2 separate regions of the Anser cygnoides genome follow, and region 2 is linked to region 1. Evidence: chromatin contacts called from public Hi-C data. All regions are on one chromosome and are shown on one strand. Each heading gives the region's core, a stretch centred on a gene start, on an enhancer-like site or on the middle of the called end of the contact. The rest is flanking DNA. Distances are from core to core; before and after follow the strand shown. Region 1 overlaps CFDP1 (craniofacial development protein 1). Region 2 overlaps BBS2 (Bardet-Biedl syndrome 2).

The links. Hi-C and Micro-C count contacts between places; a contact is called where the count stands out from the background.
Region 2: a Hi-C map of liver shows a contact between it and region 1, with 2.1 times the contacts expected there. The contact joins two enhancer-like sites. A contact is called at or near these places in 2 of 7 Hi-C or Micro-C datasets (both in liver).

Annotation. Positions count from the first base shown.
Region 1 is chr12:13,504,101-13,508,210 of Taihu_goose_T2T_genome, forward strand. The region is part of intron 4 of CFDP1 (craniofacial development protein 1); the gene reads right to left. Among named protein-coding and RNA genes, the nearest start is that of BCAR1, 17 kb to the left of the region's middle. Within about 2 kb of position 2,376, at least 2 of the 3 cell types and tissues checked have open chromatin away from gene starts, as enhancers often do. A contact at or near this core is called in liver, where this site is marked.
Region 2 is chr12:13,678,263-13,682,372 of Taihu_goose_T2T_genome, forward strand. BBS2 (Bardet-Biedl syndrome 2) reads left to right here. Exons shown (of 16, transcript XM_048078598.2): 16 at 610-1,066. The coding sequence ends at 716. Among named protein-coding and RNA genes, the nearest start is that of OGFOD1, 13 kb to the right of the region's middle. Within about 2 kb of position 2,284, at least 1 of the 3 cell types and tissues checked has open chromatin away from gene starts, as enhancers often do. A contact at or near this core is called in liver, where this site is marked.

The DNA of each region.
Region 1 (4,110 bases), core at 1,126-3,625:
AGGCGGGCGCACGGCCCGAAGTGCAGCACGTGGCGTTAGCTCCCAAAGCTCCGGCTGGAGGGGGCAGGCTGCAGCAGGACGCCTGGTGCCAGCTTCCAGGGGCATCCCCCAGGGAGGTGACACAGGTCTTCTTCCTCTCCAGACCCTAAAACCACCCAGCTCTTCCCATTCCTCACCCTGTGTAACCACAATGCTGCGCAAGGCCCCGTTCCCATGCGGGGTCGCGAGCCAGCTGGTTGTGCATCACCCTGAGGACAGAGCAAGCTCCCAGGCAAAGCTCAGCTAGGTTTCTTTTTTGTCCCCACGTGGCATCGCTTCCTGCACGGGGAAAAAGCTTGCGACTGAAGGGCCTTGCAGAGCATCACGCAGCGGGGTGCTGGGAGACCCCAGCGCGTGGCTTTTCTAGGATATTCCCTGATATACAATGCCTCGTGCTCGTCTCCCCGTCAGGAGCTGTGCTGGATAAGCCTTTCCTAATTACATGGCTGGAAAAAACAGACCAAGCCCTGCTTCGCTCCACGACAAGATGGCACAGACGCAGTGCCACCACCTCGTTCTCCGGTCCGCTCCCCAAAGCAGGGGAGGACCCCGGGGAAAATACACACGAACGCAGATGTTCCCAGCACAAAGGCAGAGCTGGGTCTCCACGTATACGGAGGGCAGGGACAGAGGGGGTGCTGTGCCCACCCGGCCTTCCCGTGAGTGGGAAGCACCGCACCAGCACCCCGGAGGGGCAGGCAGGGGCTGGAGTCCCGTCTGGCAGGCTCGGGGGGACACGTCCGAGCCCCACGCAGCCCCTGGGGAGCTCGCTGGCTCAGCCAGGGCCCCCGACCTGCCGGTCCCCTTATCGGCAGGAAAACCTCGTTAGGGAAGGGACCGGGGCTTCCTGCTGGGGCCCGGAGCCTTTGTGAAGGCGCTGCTGCCTCCAGGAGCCAGAGGAAGCCCCGTATTTTCCTCGGACCTGGAGACGGGCTCGCTGTCAACAAAGGAGGGCTGGGCTGGGGGAGCAGGGCAGCACAGGGGCTGTCACCGCAGGGCAGCGTCGGGGCCGAGGCAGGGGCGGCACAAGGCCCCTCTGTGCCGGCGGAGCCTCGCGCCCGCCCCATCAGGGTGGCATTGTGGAGCCGGGGCTGGCTCCCCTCCAGCACAGCACAGACGGAGGCTGTTCCACCAGCGGGCTCCCCCAACGCACTTGCCACTTGGGAACACTGATGGGGTCAGCTCCTGGGCTGGCAGAGACCCTGCAGACTCAGCAGCACGCACCCGACCGTGCCTGGTGTTACAGGGATGCACCTTCTGCACGCCGACCAGCCCCCAGGCGAGCTCTCCCCGTGCTTCAAGGATTCCTGTTTATGATGGTGTACAAAAACCTGGTGAAGCTGGGCTTAGGGTAGGCTTGTGATAGCTGAGGGGGAAGAGAACAGGGAAAATAATCATTAAAATCCTTCACGTGAGAAAAACATACAGGCATCACAAATCCCAAACTGTTCTCACGTGGACTAACCTGAGCCTGCAAAGCACTGCCTGCACCCCTTCCTTTTATCGAACGCTGTTATGCGTGCTCTCCGCAGATATTTCAGGTTAGTTCTGAAGGTTTGGGTCCGTTCCTGAAGTTCTGTGAAGTTCTGTAAAGAACTTCAGAACCCAGCACATCACCCCCGGCAGGCTGCAGCTCGGGGCACACGTGGGGACATTTTGGAGCTAAACCCCGTGCTGTGCCCGTGGCTCGGCACCGAAATAAGTGCGACTTGCCTTTCAGACGCTTGCAGCTCCCTCTGACCTCACTGGGTTCAGCTGAGACGTTTCAAATTAAAACAGCCACGACCACAGCTCTGGGCTGGGACCAAGCACAGGCCGTTTTTTTTTATCTTAAAAGGCATTTGTTTGAGAACAGTCAGAGCTGCTGCAACCGGCGGCACTGAAATTATTTCACCGTGAGACCTTAAAAACGTTGACATCTTCGTCTGCGAAATGACGCGGCTTTGAATTGGTGACCGGCCCTTAAAAAAAAGCACAGTTAGAAAAAAATTGCTGGCAAACCGAGGAGGAATTCTGCCTGCCTTCGGAGGCTCGCTCCCTTCTCCTTTGTCTGACAGCAGAGCTTTTGTTTGGGATTTCGGCGCTGAGCAGCCCTGAGCTACGCGGGGAATGTCTCTGTCTCCGTTCGAGGAGCCCCCCAGCCTGCTGCGGGGACTCCGCTTTAATCGGCGGAGTTAAAAAAAAAAAAAAAAAAAAAAAACCCTGTGCCCGAGAAGTGCTGCTAATGGAATTGTTCCAGCACTAACGGGATTTCCAATGAATGAGTGGGGACGGCAGAGCAGCTGGGGCGACTCCCAGGTCGCTCTTTAGGGTGCGAGGCAGCTCCAGCATCCCAACCAGCCTGAGAAAACAGCCCCGAGCCCCCCCCGCGAGGCAGGAGCCCCTGGGTTCCCTGCTCAGCCCCCTCAGCTTCCCAGCGCAGGGGATCAGCGCCAGGCTTTGATCAAAATGAAGCGAGAAAGCCAGGAGAGGAGCGGGGAGGGTCCCCCTCCACCCTCAGCGATTAATCCGACAGCTTTAAGAAAAGTCCCTGATTAAAACAAACACGCCGCCTTCCACCAGCAAATGTTTGCGAAGCTCGGGGCAGGGGAAAGTTCCCAGGATATTCAAGGGGGGGGGGTGAGCAAACGGCAGGGCTTTCTGGCACAGCCCCATCGCTGTAATGAGTAACCAGCGCAAGCCGCCCGGCGCAGCAGTTGCTTTGCCGTGTCATGCAAGGAAATAAATAGCACGAATATCATCTATTACCTTCCACTGGAAAGCCCGTCCTGGCAGCGTGTGGGGCTACGGGGGACAATAAACATTTGGGCACTGCTACGAGCAGCCGTAAAACAAGAATTAGGGCTGGATCACGTTTAATTGCTTTCGGGAAGGGCGGCTTCGCCGGGGCTTCAGTCGGTTACCTGCCCCTCCGCAGAGCTGCTCCGGCGCAGGGTGAGAGGATCCAGATCAAAGAAGGTATTTCAGGGGGCAAGGACTGGAGGGAAACACCCTACAACCTTTAAAGATGTTTGCACACAAGGCCTCACGTCCAACCCCACGAGAAAGCAAGCAATAAAGAGCTAGCTGATGAAAGGGCGCGCTTTGCTCTTCAAATACAACCCTCTAAGGCTGCAGAAACAGCCCAGTTACAAACCCAAAGGCAAAGCAGAGAGCCCAGAAGGCACAGAAATGGACAAAGTAAGATTATCTCGTGTGGTTTTTTTTCCCCCAGGAAAAACACTGAAGTGTTTTGAATGCCTGCTACCTCTGAGCGCCTTCCAGCGTTGGCAGCCGCTGCTTGGAGGCGCTGCCGTTCCTCTCCCCTGGAAATAGATTTAGGTTTCCAGCCCCAAGAGGCAGAGCCTGCGGCCAGCTGAGCTCTCCCAGCCACAATCTCAGTTGTCACCTTCCTGGTGGAGGCCCACGGGGGACAAACTCCCCTCTTTACCCCCCCAGAGCAGTCGGGATGCTCCCGAACGGAGCTGCGGGTTTTGCAGCCACCATCCACCTACGGAAAGCTGCTCGGGATCCAGAGCGCTGGTGGGATGTGGGGACCACAGCCCCCGCTCAGGGACAGGGTTTTGGTGACACAGCATCTCTGGAATTCACTGGTGAGTGTCCCACAGCCTCTGCCTGGGACGGTGCCAGAGCCTTTCCTCAAATCCTGCGTGACCTACCAGCTGCTGAGGGCAAGGCAGCGCTCCCCGCGTGCATCATCTGCCGAGGAGACAGCCGGCAGCCACTGCTGAACGGAGGGACTAATGCTTCCCATGGCCGGAGTCAGCAGCTTCGTTTGGGTCCCCAGCTCTCGCAGCTGACCCTGAGCAGGTCACTCAGTCCCTTCGCAGCCCGACTTTTGTCTCAGGGGGCAGCGCGCGGCACCGCAGCACTGAGCGAGGCAGGCACGCTGCCAGGGGAGGCCTCGAGCTCCTTCGGGGAGCTGTAACTGTTCTGTGGTAAACGCATTAACCATGGGAACGGCTTCCCAAAGGATGTGGTGGCTCCCAAATTTAAGTCTTTCCATTGTGGATTCCTCTTTGGAAGACGCAGCCTGCAGCTCCACCGCCTGCGCTCGGGGAACCGCCGCGA
Region 2 (4,110 bases), core at 1,034-3,533, 170 kb after region 1:
CTGAGGCAGATAAGATGCATCTCGGAGGCCACCTGGTTTGCTTAAGTGGCTTCAGGCTGCTTGCCCTGAAGCTAAATTGGTGGAAGTAACCTTTCATTGCTCAGGCCTAGCCGATTGCCTGTGACAATGAGCTGTGAGTGTCCAATATAATCTGGGATCACAATATTTTGGAAAGAACAGTTCAAAGCAGTTTTCAGGTATAGAAATCACTAGTTTTGTTGAACACAATTTTAAAAACAGTTTTAAAGTAGTGTTTAAGTTCTTCATTTATAACCTAGTTTAAAAAAAAGGAAGAAAGCTATCAACTTAAGCAAGGCTGTTTATATGATTACTAGTTCTGTAGGTCTTTGGAGAAGGAGTTTTTTTTTTTTTTTGTATTTATAGCATTCCCCTTTCAACAAGTCCTTTAAGCTGCCCTGTAATACGGCTATGGAAAATTCTTTAAAGAAAGGATTTTAGTTATATATTAAGAAAAAGGCAAGGTGGCACTTTGCTGTTTGTGTAAAAATTTTTGAAAGAACCCCCTACATTTTGAGCTTTATAAATATTTGTACCTTTTTTTTTTTACTCAGTAACTGAACTGTTTTTTCTTTTTTTTTCTATTCACAGTTGGCAAACCTAAAACACAAGTGATCACTGCTTGTCGGGATGCAATAAGAAGCAACAACTTTAATGTGCTGTTCAGGATAATGCGTGTGGGGACAGCATCTTCTTAAAACGAGTAGAGGAACAGCAATTGTGTAGTGGTGATGTTTCCATGCAGTAGGCAGGTACTGGACCAAAAATGACAAGCATTTCATTCAGTTCCCTGCTCCACTGTAGAGTGGAGTAATTGCAAAGGTAGGATTTTAGTTAAGCCATCAAGCAAGAAGTGTTATTTATGCAGGCCAAAGGACAGGAAGCTTCTTGAAGAGAGCATCAGAGTTTAAGTGCAGATGTGGTATTTACGTAAGGCAGAGGTATAACCTTGAAACACTAATTTTTGTTACAGGATCTTATTTATGTATTTTAATATATTTTGTAGTTACGGCATCAGTCTTTACCATTAAAACATAGACTGGTTTGACTGCTTTTGTTGTGATTTAGTTGGGGACTTGTGTACAGCTAAGTTATTTGCTGGAAAATGAAGCAGTTCTCTGGTTTCTGCATACACCAAGCTGGGGATATGTCTACTACCGTATTTGCATTGTGGTTTAAGAACCTGGAGGTGAACGTGAAGTCAGACTGAAATGCAGGACCATAAGCCTGCTAGCTTTGGAATTGAGTTGTTGGAACTTGCCTCCAACTTCTGTTGTCAGCTACTGGCTTATGCTCCCATATAGAGTTATTCTGTGTTAGAGAACCCCTGGTTTCATTGCAGGGATGTGCTGCTTCCTGGGTAAATTGCAGTCCACTGCACTAGAAGCACCAAAAGGAAAACATCTTCTTGCTGGCTTTTAAGCCAGGTGATCTTTGAAAGCTGTCCAGTTCCAGGATAGGAAGGTAGGAAGTGGTCGGTTTCATATTTGATGCTCTCCCCACACCCAGATTGCAGGAAGTTGTGCTTCCAGCTGCTTGTTCCCTGCTACTGCTGGATGAAACTGCAGATACTGAGGTGGGTAAGGGTGTATTTCAGGAATGAGGAAAACAAACTACACACCCAAGCTTGTTGCATACTTATAAAGAGGTAGCAGTACATAATGGGATCAAAAGAAGGTATTGAAAAATCTCTTGGCCCGTGGCTCAAAACTGTTTATTACTGTGTGGGATCTCTTAAATTGGATTAAAATACTACAGTAGAACTGTAGTTTAGATATAAAGATATTTCAGAACCTTTGCCAAAACAAATTCCTACTAGAAGCTAAAAATACCCTGAACAGGATGGCGCCTGGGTGCCAGTGTTCCTGCTCCTGCACCATTCATCATGTCTACCACTGCATGGATCAATCTGCAACACGGCGGGGAGTAGGCAGTCCATCACATCTGTGAAAGGATGTTCTTGGGTAGCTTCTCAGGGCTGTCAGCAGTACTCGCCTCCTGTAACTGGTCTGTCTATTTGCTAATACCAAATTAAAACGAGCAGCCCACTGTTCACTACGGGGCAGGCAGCTGAATGGGGAAATTAATTCTTGCAATGTGTTCTAATCTCCAGAACAGCCCCTTGCCAGTGCTTCACCCCTTCAAGATGAAGAATTACGCTGCCAAATGCGTGGATCTCTGTCACTTCCAATCTGCAGCAAGAGCTCATTTGAATCCTTTTAAGAACCTGGTTGTTAGTCAAATCCAGCTTCTTGGTGAAAAGGGTGGTGAGCCACCCGTGCTGTTCTAAGCAAGCAAGCTGTAAGACTTGATTATGGAACAGTCTCCTGGCATAAGTCTCGGGCTTTCTGCCACCTGCTGTACTTGTTCCCACTGTTTCCAGCTCTTCTTTTGCTCTTTACATTCAAAATCCTAGTGCTTGCTTAGCTGCATTTCTGTAGTCCATTCACTGATCAGAGAGTGTCTGTGATCAGAAAGCAGCTTTCCCATCAGCCTGACTTCCAGGGCTACACATCAGGCACTTCCAGTCCCGGCTCTGTTTTGCTCTTGGCAGCCTGTGTCGCTGCAGTGCCTGTCAGTCCTGCGGTCACAGTCCAGACCTCTGATACGGCTGATTTCCCCCGGCTAGGTTTCTGACAACAAATTTGTCATTTATTTTCCCGTAAAAACAATTCTGTCTTTGCCAAATGTACAATCCACATCCTGTAAGCTGAAGTGATACAAAGCTTGCAGTTGCTTGTTGAAATAAAGCAGCCCTTGGCTGGCACACAGCAGCAAGTTGACATAAGCAGCGTGCGCAGCTGAACCTGCACCAAGAAATGAGTGGCAAACAATCTGTACGGGTAAGATTCAGTCCAGGGCTATTGCGCAGTAATCCTCTTCTCGGGAATGGGAGGGGAATTGTTCACAACAAGTTAAGCCACTGGGCAAGTACAAAGTGAACTCTAAAATCACACTAGCAGGACTGCACGGTAGTTGCTAAAAATTCCTGGGAAAGGTTTCTTGGACAGCACCGCGCCTTGGTACGTGCACTGGGAATTGGGTTCAGGCCATTGTCCCGCCCCTCTGGGGCATTTCGATGCCTGCCTGAAATTGAAACTTGCACCGGGGCTCTGCTGTGCCTGAAGGTAGCGTGCTCACAGGCACATGGCTTCCCTGTAAGGTCCCTTTGCTGACTTATAAATGTGCTGCCGAAATCCTGTGCTGGATCAGTGCCCTCTGAAGAGGGAGCTGTGCAATAGGGATTTCCTATGTCCTAATTCAAGTTCTGTTTTGGAGTTTAAGAACAAACAAACAAAAAAACGGAACTGACAATTGACAACAGGTTACTTGATTTTAGCCACATTTTCTTCAAGCCCCACAGATCACTGTTCATCTTGATTAATCCTAATTCACTGAATACCTGATGTCAGAACTTAACTTGCTGTGTGTTTATGAATGCAGAAATCATTCCTTGAGTTTGGACTACAGCTAAACTGTATCGAATTGCTTCAGTTTTCAGCTCCTTGGCAAACGGGTAACAGCCAGATCCTGAAAAATTGCTCACGAAGCATTTGAATAACTCAGCACTTCAATAACTGAAAGCTGCTGGTACCCTGCATCAAATGCCAGGGTTCTTGGCTTTGGCAGTGCAGTAATCTGGTGGGAAATGTGCATCCTCACGTAGCTGAGCTGGTCAGCTTCTGCGGGAGGCTGTCTGCGGGAGGCTGTCTTGCCTGGTATGAAGCTTCTGTTCTCAACTGCTCACACTCTGTACCTTGTTATTCATTTGCTATTCTGGCCTTTTTTGTTTTTCTGTATTGTTCTGCTTACACTCTTGGTGGGCATGTATATATTTCATATATTCCTCAATGATCAGAGTATGCTGTAAGCAGCTACACATAATGGCAAGTATAGATACGTACCCAGTAAGAGCATCTCTAGAGAGGGCTGCCAGCAAAGGCACAGTCTAAATTTGGGTCCCTCCTCCTCCCCATCAAGTAGCTAATGTCACCTGGAATTTCACTGGGCTATCTGTACGTAACAGGAAGTGTGGGAGAAGAGAGATGTGTTGTTTTTTAGGTCTTCCAATGCTAACTGCAAATTTGGCTT